Regions from separate parts of the Sus scrofa genome. Here region 2 is linked to region 1. The links are chromatin contacts, called in public HiChIP or PLAC-seq maps. All regions are on one chromosome and are shown on one strand. Each heading gives the region's core, a stretch centred on a gene start, on an enhancer-like site or on the middle of the called end of the contact. The rest is flanking DNA. Distances are from core to core; before and after follow the strand shown. Region 1 has its middle 28 kb from the start of ZSWIM2. Region 2 has its middle 170 kb from the start of CALCRL.

The links. HiChIP or PLAC-seq counts read pairs in DNA pulled down with a chosen protein or histone mark.
Region 2: a contact with region 1 is called in an H3K27ac HiChIP or PLAC-seq map of alveolar macrophages. The contact joins two enhancer-like sites. A contact is called at or near these places in 1 of 47 Hi-C or Micro-C datasets (epiblast stem cells) and 1 of 2 datasets of contacts at active chromatin or transcription factors (alveolar macrophages).

The regions. Positions count from the first base shown.
Region 1 is chr15:91,891,474-91,894,963 of Sscrofa11.1, reverse strand. No RefSeq gene overlaps it. Among named protein-coding and RNA genes, the nearest start is that of ZSWIM2, 28 kb to the right of the region's middle. Within about 2 kb of position 1,468, at least 10 of the 83 cell types and tissues checked have an H3K27ac peak or open chromatin away from gene starts, as enhancers often do. A contact at or near this core is called in alveolar macrophages, where this site is marked.
Region 2 is chr15:92,107,703-92,111,714 of Sscrofa11.1, reverse strand. No RefSeq gene overlaps it. Among named protein-coding and RNA genes, the nearest start is that of CALCRL, 170 kb to the left of the region's middle. Within about 2 kb of position 2,049, at least 1 of the 83 cell types and tissues checked has an H3K27ac peak or open chromatin away from gene starts, as enhancers often do. A contact at or near this core is called in alveolar macrophages, where this site is marked.

The DNA of each region.
Region 1 (3,490 bases), core at 219-2,718:
CCTCCCCGCTTCTCCATCACAGTCCAATTCCCAGTAGTTGATACCTTGCAGATTCCACTACAATCCCTATGGTGTAAGATGAGAGTATGTGTTCCAACAAAAAGACCCACAATACTGGGGGGAGGTGGCTAGTTGTTGCCCAGGGTTCTCTTTTCCCCCTGGAGGAACAGAGGCTCAGAGAGACCGTTCCTTTCCTTGTGGTGCTGTGCTGGCCTAGAGAAGGAGAATGTCATCAACTTGTAGCTGCTTCCCTTACCCTCTACTGAGGTCTCTCTTGGTCTCTGTGGTGCAGGGAAGGTGTTTCAGCCTCACCCCTGGGTTCTGAGATTCTCATGGTGTCTTGTTCTTGAATAGTTTGTTGGTTGTTCCTTTAGTGAGGGGAGCAAAATCAGAAACAAGCTATGTTGTCATCTCGGTGAAGTCATTCTCATAAAGCTTGGCTTATAGTTCTAAAATTAGAGTTCTATTGGATTAAATCATATCTACTACAGTAGTTTCATAAGTGTCATTAATATTCCTGTAACTTTTTTAAAATTCTTGTTGCTGCATTCTATTCTTCCTGGCAAAAAGACCTTAGATATTCAATACAATATTGCACATGACATTTTTAACCTAATTATAAAGTCTCTTCTTTAACTGGGAGGGGGCTGGAGGATGTGGGGAAGATGAAGGTGGAGGCAGCTAGTAAACTTAGCAATCATAAAATATAACCTCTCTGGTTCCATGAGGCCACAGAATAATATTCCTAGGGACCATGATAACTACTCTCTAACACATTATTCTTTGAACTTGCAAGATTAACTTTGTTCCAGGGATCAAATCCTTCTTTACATGTGCTAAAACATCTGCTCCATAATTCAAAGAAAATCAGTGGCAAGTATAATTAGGAGTGTTTCAAAATGTATTTTTAATCAAGGAATATGAAGGATTATTTTTTCAATTTCAATAGTCAATACTCTAATATAGCTTCTGTAAAACTTTAAATTTAAAAATTAATATTGTGGAAATGTAGACTTTAAGTTTGATATTCTTTGATACAAAATTACTGGCATATAACATTTGTTGTTAGGTTTCTAAAAGCAAGTGAAACATCTTCAAAATGTCTGATAACTACAAACTACATATGTATGAAACCAAGAAAAGGCAAACCCTATTTTCACATTTACATCTTGTTATCAACTTACCTCAAGGGATTACTTTTGAAGTTTTCAGTATGGGGGCGGGGTAAGAAATAGTGTATCACCAACCAGGCTCCATCAGATCTAAGAGCTCTGAGTATAAGCACTCCACCCACACACAGCTGCATGGCCCAATTTAAGCATGTGATTTTGAGAGGGAAATGTTGGAAAAAAACAGAGTCAGAGGTTGCACAATTCAGGAGATTTTTGCCAAAGTGCTCCCCAGCTTGCCTGAGACACACTGAATCTGGCCCTCAGACATGCTGAAAGGGCTTTCCTTGATCTCCACAAAGCCAGAAGCAAGGCCACTGTAGCAGCCAACTGATTCTCCTGGGTCAGTTAGACCCAAGTTCAACTGCCTCGTAACATCTGGGCTAGAGCAAAGAAAGATTCTTCTCTTTGTTGTTGGGTCCAACATCAGCACAGCACAAAACTAGCTAAGTAATATTCTGTCTGTATTTTGATATTTTCATGGATGATTGTCCTAAATAAAAATAGGGCAGAGTTTGTTTTTTAATCAAGATGTGGTAGTAGGCTTCCCTTTTCTTTATATTATGGTTTTTCAAGAAAAATTCCTCGGAATAATACATTAAATATACTCACTCGATGGTAAACTAGTCAGAAAAAAATAGCCATAAATAAGAAAAATGAAATTCTTTAATGGTAAAAAGAAAAAAGCTGGTAATATCAATAGAAAGTTAGAGTTAGATGTAGAATTATTAAAAACATCATTACTCCTGTGAAGATAAGAATGACTCTTTATTCCATGTTACACTCTCTATGGCAGAAGATCCACAATAGCTTCAATATGTTTGATTTTTTAAAAATCTTGTTGTCAAATTCTCTCCTGTAAACCAGAGAGTAGATGTAGGGGAGACAAAAGGAAGGAAGGAAGGAAGAAGGGGGAGGGAGGGAGAGAGGAAGGAAGGAAGGAAAGAAAAGGAAGAAAGAAGGTATAAAGCAATAATAAAATGTCATTTTTTTAGTATCAGTGGGCATACAGTAATGTTCCGGGGATGATGACAAGCACTTTGATAAAGTATGGTGTGTTCAGGGCCTTTTTTTTTTTTTTTTTTTAAGGGCTGCACCTATGGCATATGGAAATTCCCAGGCTAGGGGTGGAATCAGAGCTATTGCTGCCAGCCTATGCCAGAGCCACAGCAATGCCAGATTTGAGCCATGTCTGCAACCTACACCACAGCTCATGACAATGCTGGATCCTCAACCCACTGAGCGAGGCCAGGGATCAAACCTGCATCCCCATGGATCCTAGTCGGGTTTGTTAACCACTGAGCCATGATGGGAATTCCCTATTTAGGGTTTTTGTGTTTGGTTCTTCATAAGCAATAGAGAAGACAATCAATGTATGATTATTAGAACTTTCCTGGGCTCCTAAGACCAAAAATGCACAACCCACATATTTTTTTCCAGCACAAATAGCAATATAGATATCACACAGCCCTAGTGTGCTTTATAACACAAAAATGCACTTTAAGACACTGTTTTTACAGTACTTTTATTTATTAACTCTAGTATTATCTTAAACATGTGTTGTCTCTGTCCTCATTTTGGCAGGGAACCAACATTATTCTGCTCTGATGCCTGGATGATAGATTTTTTTTTCTTTTTTTTTTTTTTTTTCTTGCCGCCCTGTGGTATAGGGAGTTCATGGGCCATGGATCAGATCCCAGCTGCAGTTTCAACCTACACCACAGCTGAATGCCAGGTCCTTAACTCATGGTGCCAGGCTGGGGAACTAACCTAAATCCCAGCGACACAGAGATGATGCTGATCCCATTGCACCACAGTGGGAACTCATGGATGAGAACTATTTTAAGCCTCTTCAGCAGTCTACAGCCTCTGCCTGCTTGAGTCTAAACTGGAAATGGTTCCTATATTTGTATAGAACCATGGCACTTCCTATGTAACACAATTAACTATTCCCTGTAAATAGTTAAGTTGGTATTTTAACATTTAATTAGCCTATGCTAAGAGCACGTTATCCACTAAATCCATCCACATGACATGATCCTTCCTGATCATGGCCATAGGAAGACACACACATTTATCACACTGGTAGATATCTCTAGAATATATCCACCATGATTCAGGTAACTCTTTAAAAACAGATGCCATACCCCAATTAAAATATACAAATAGGAGTTCCCGTCATGGCACAACAGAAACTAATCTGACTGGGAACCACAAGGTTGCAAGTTCAACCCCTGGCCTCACTCAGTGGGTTGAAATGCCATGAGCTGTGGTGTAGGTCGCAGACGCAGCTCGGATCTGGCATTTCTGTGGCTCTGGCA
Region 2 (4,012 bases), core at 800-3,299, 220 kb before region 1:
TGATTTTACAGGTTGGATTAGTTACGCAGGAAAATTCCTTTTATATAGGAATTACACACCAAACACTCTTGGGTGATAGATCATCATGTTAACAAATTAGTCTCAAATAGGTCAGGGGAAAAAATCTTTTATGCTGTTCATGAAACTCAAATAAATATAAAGTGTAAATTTACAATTCTTGAACTCTTACAGGTAAAATCAAAATCTGGAAAATTCATGGCTAAACTATTGCCAAAATTTTCTACAAAGGAAACTTGTTCCTGGCAATTTATATTTTCTTCTAAAAAATAAAGACTATATTTTCCCGACATAAAAATATGACTAACATATCTCAGGTTAGAAGTCAGAATAGTAATCATCCTTAATGGTGGAAGAAGGTGAAGTTGACTGAAAGGTAGCAAAAGAGGATGTCTCAGATTCACTGTAATCCCTATCAAAATTCCAATAGACTTTCTTGCAGAATTGAAAAGGCAAATTCTTTAATTCATATGGAATTTCAAGGTGTCCTGAAGAGCTAAAGCAATGTTAAAAAGAAGAATAAAATTGGAGGACTGACACTTCCTGATCTCACAACTTACTGCAAAGATAAAGTAATTTAAAATAGTATGGCACTGGCACAAGGACAGACATATACACAAACGGAATAGAATAGAGAACCCAAAAATAAACTATCACATACATAGCCAATTAAATTTGACAAAGGAACCAAGACCATTTAATGAGGAAAGGACAGTCTTTTCAATTCAGTATACTGGGAAAACTGGATATCCACATTCAAAAGATTGAAGCTGGACTTTTATCTTCCACTACCTATAAAAGTTAACTCAAAATCTACCAAAGACCCAACCTTAAGAGCTAAAACCATAAAACTCTTAGAAGAAAACTGTGGAAGATCTTCATGGCACTGGATTTGATAATGATTACATGGATATGACCCCAAAAGTGAAGGCAAAAAAAAAAAAAAAAAAAAGTAGATAAATTGGACTTCATCAAAATTAAGAAATTTTACATATTAAGGGATACTATCAAAAAAGTGAAAACCTACAGGGAATATTTTTTTCTTTCTAGGGCCACACATGTGGTATATGGAAGTTCCCAGGCTAGTGGCTGAATTGGAGCCCTAGCCACCGGCCTATGCCACAGCCATGCCAGATCCAAGCCCATGTCTAAGACCCACACTGCAGTAAATGGCAATGCTGGATCCTTAATCCACTGAGCAAGTCCAGGGATCAAACCTGCATCCTCATGGATACTAGTTGGGTTCATTACCACTGAGCCACAGTGGGAAGCCTAAGGGAAAATATTTACAAATCACATGTCTAATAAGTGACTGAGATTCAGAATATATCAAGAACTCCTAAAACTCAACAACAAAAATAACTCAGTTCAAAAATGGGCAAAGAACTTGAATAAATATTTTTCTAGATAAAATATACAAATGGATAATAAGCACATGAAAAGAAGCTTAATACCATTACTCATTAGGAAAATTCAAATTAAAACCACAATAAGATCACCACTTCATACCTACTAGGATGACTAAAAAAGAATGGAAAATAAAAACAGCAAAGATGTAGAGAAATTAGAACCCTCCTTCATTTCTGATGGTAAAGTAAAATGATGCACCTGCTGTGGACAACAGTTTGGCAGTTTCTCAAAATATAAAACTTTCATATGACCCAGCTATTCCACTTATAGATATATATATCAAAAAGAACTGTAAGCAGAGACTTAAAAAGATATGTATATGGCAGCATTTTTCACAACAGCCAGAAGATGGGAAAAATCCAAGTGTCCATTATCAAATAAATGGACAAAGAAATATAATAAATTCACACAGTGGAATATTATTCAGCCATAAAAAGGAATGGTAATTTTATATATGCCACAACATGAACAGACCATGAAAACATTATATTTAAAGAAACAAGCCAGGCACTGGAGGACAAATACTGTAGGATTCCTCATATATAAGATACCTAGAATAGGCAAATTCATGGAGCAAAAAGTAAAATAGAGCTTCCTAGAGAAAGAGAGGAAGTTATTATCTAATGATGAAAATGTTTTAAGTATAGACTGTGGTGATGGTTACACAACATCTTGAATGCATTTAACACCACCAGATTATAAACTTAAGAAAGATTAAAATGATAAATATTACGTTATGTAATTTTACCAACATAAAAAAAGAGGGCATTAGGTCCTTGTATTAATGCATTTCTTTCTTTTTTTTTTTTTTAATGGCTGTACCCACAGCATATGGAAGTTCCCAGACCAGGAACTGAATCCAAGCAACAGCTGCAACCTATGCCACTGCTGAGGCAACACCAGATCCTCTGACCCACTGTGCTGAGCTGGGGATTGGAACCCATGCCTCCACAGTGACTCAAGCTGCAGCAGTTAAAATTTGTAATCCACTGTGCCACAGTGGGAACACCTACTAATGTATTTCTTGATGAAGAAGCTAAAGACATATATATGTATGCATGTGTATGTATATATGTGTGTGTATATATGTGTGTATATATGTACATATATGTTCATATATTTGTATTCACTTTCTCAAGGTACATCCACTTATGATTTGCCCTTTTTTGAAAGTATACTATACTTCTGTAAAATTTACATTAAAATAACAAAAAGTTTATCTTATTGATGCATACATTTTCTATGGCAAATAACAAATAATATATGGTAAAAATTTAACTTTTTCTTAAGTCATTTACTTGATTCTTGGAAAGTTACATAAAATCCTTATACTCAGTTCCTTAAGTCATAAGTTCAATTATTTAACATAAAAATACAAATGAGATGTTTGCATTGCTATATTAGTTTGCTAAGCCTACCATAACAACATACTACAAACTGAGGAACTCAGACAACAGAAATTTGTCTCTCACAGTTCTGGAGGCTAGAAGTTTGAGATCAAGGTATTACTAGGATTGCTTCCTTCTGAGACATGTGAGAGAGAAACTTTTCCATGCTTCTCCCATAGCCACTAGTGGTTTTCTGACTGTCTTTGGCATTTCTTGCTATTAGAAGCATCTCTCCAATCTCTGCTTTTATCTTCACATGGCGTTCTCCCTGTGTGCATGTCTCTGTGTCCAAATGTTCCCTTTTTAATAAGGAATCCAGTTTGAACTAGGGGCCCACTATTCCAACACAATCTCATCCTAACTAATTACGGCTGCAATGATGTTCTGCCTAATTAAGGTCATATTCTGAGATACTAGGGGTTAGGACTTCACCATATGAATTATGGGACGAAAAAATTCAATTTGGAACAATTACCTTGCCCTTGAGTTAGGCTTATTTATTTGTAAAGATCAAACAGTATACATGTTGAAGGCTCTTAAGCTTATCAACAGATTTTTCTCTGTAATACTGGTATTGCTGTAGTCAGTGAAAAATGCAGAGACACAGGTGGATCTGAGGCATATTTTTACCTGGCATTTTTCTAGGAGGCTAGGTCTGAGCTTTATATCATTTCCAATACATTATGAAGTTTGTATTTTCTCATCCTTAAATAAGTTGCCCAGATTTACTGCATTAGTTAGTAATGAAAAAAGTATTTGAAACACAATATAAATTTCAATGATTGGCTCTCTCTCTCCTGTAGTCTCCATTATTATTTATTGGAAGTTTCTATATAAAAGCCATAGCAAAGGCATCTTTCTTTTCTAAGAATGTGAGGAATTACATGAATGTTCTAATAGCTTTGATAGTTATCTACCCATCGTTACTCTTCACACAGAGCCAACATCCCCAGTGATGGGACCCACCTCATCTGTTTTACTGTAGCAGCAATTGAAAGCCTTTTACTTCAGTCTGTGTTGCCAGAAGTTAACTTCCAGTAACCACTAGAAATCACTGTAACACACATGCTAAATACATTACTCATTAGTAAAACTATTTAAATTTTTCATCCCTGGAACAAAGTCTAATAGTTATGGAAGCCATATGGTACTCTCAGGGTGAGTGCGAAATACTCTTTGATGTTAAGCGTAATGAT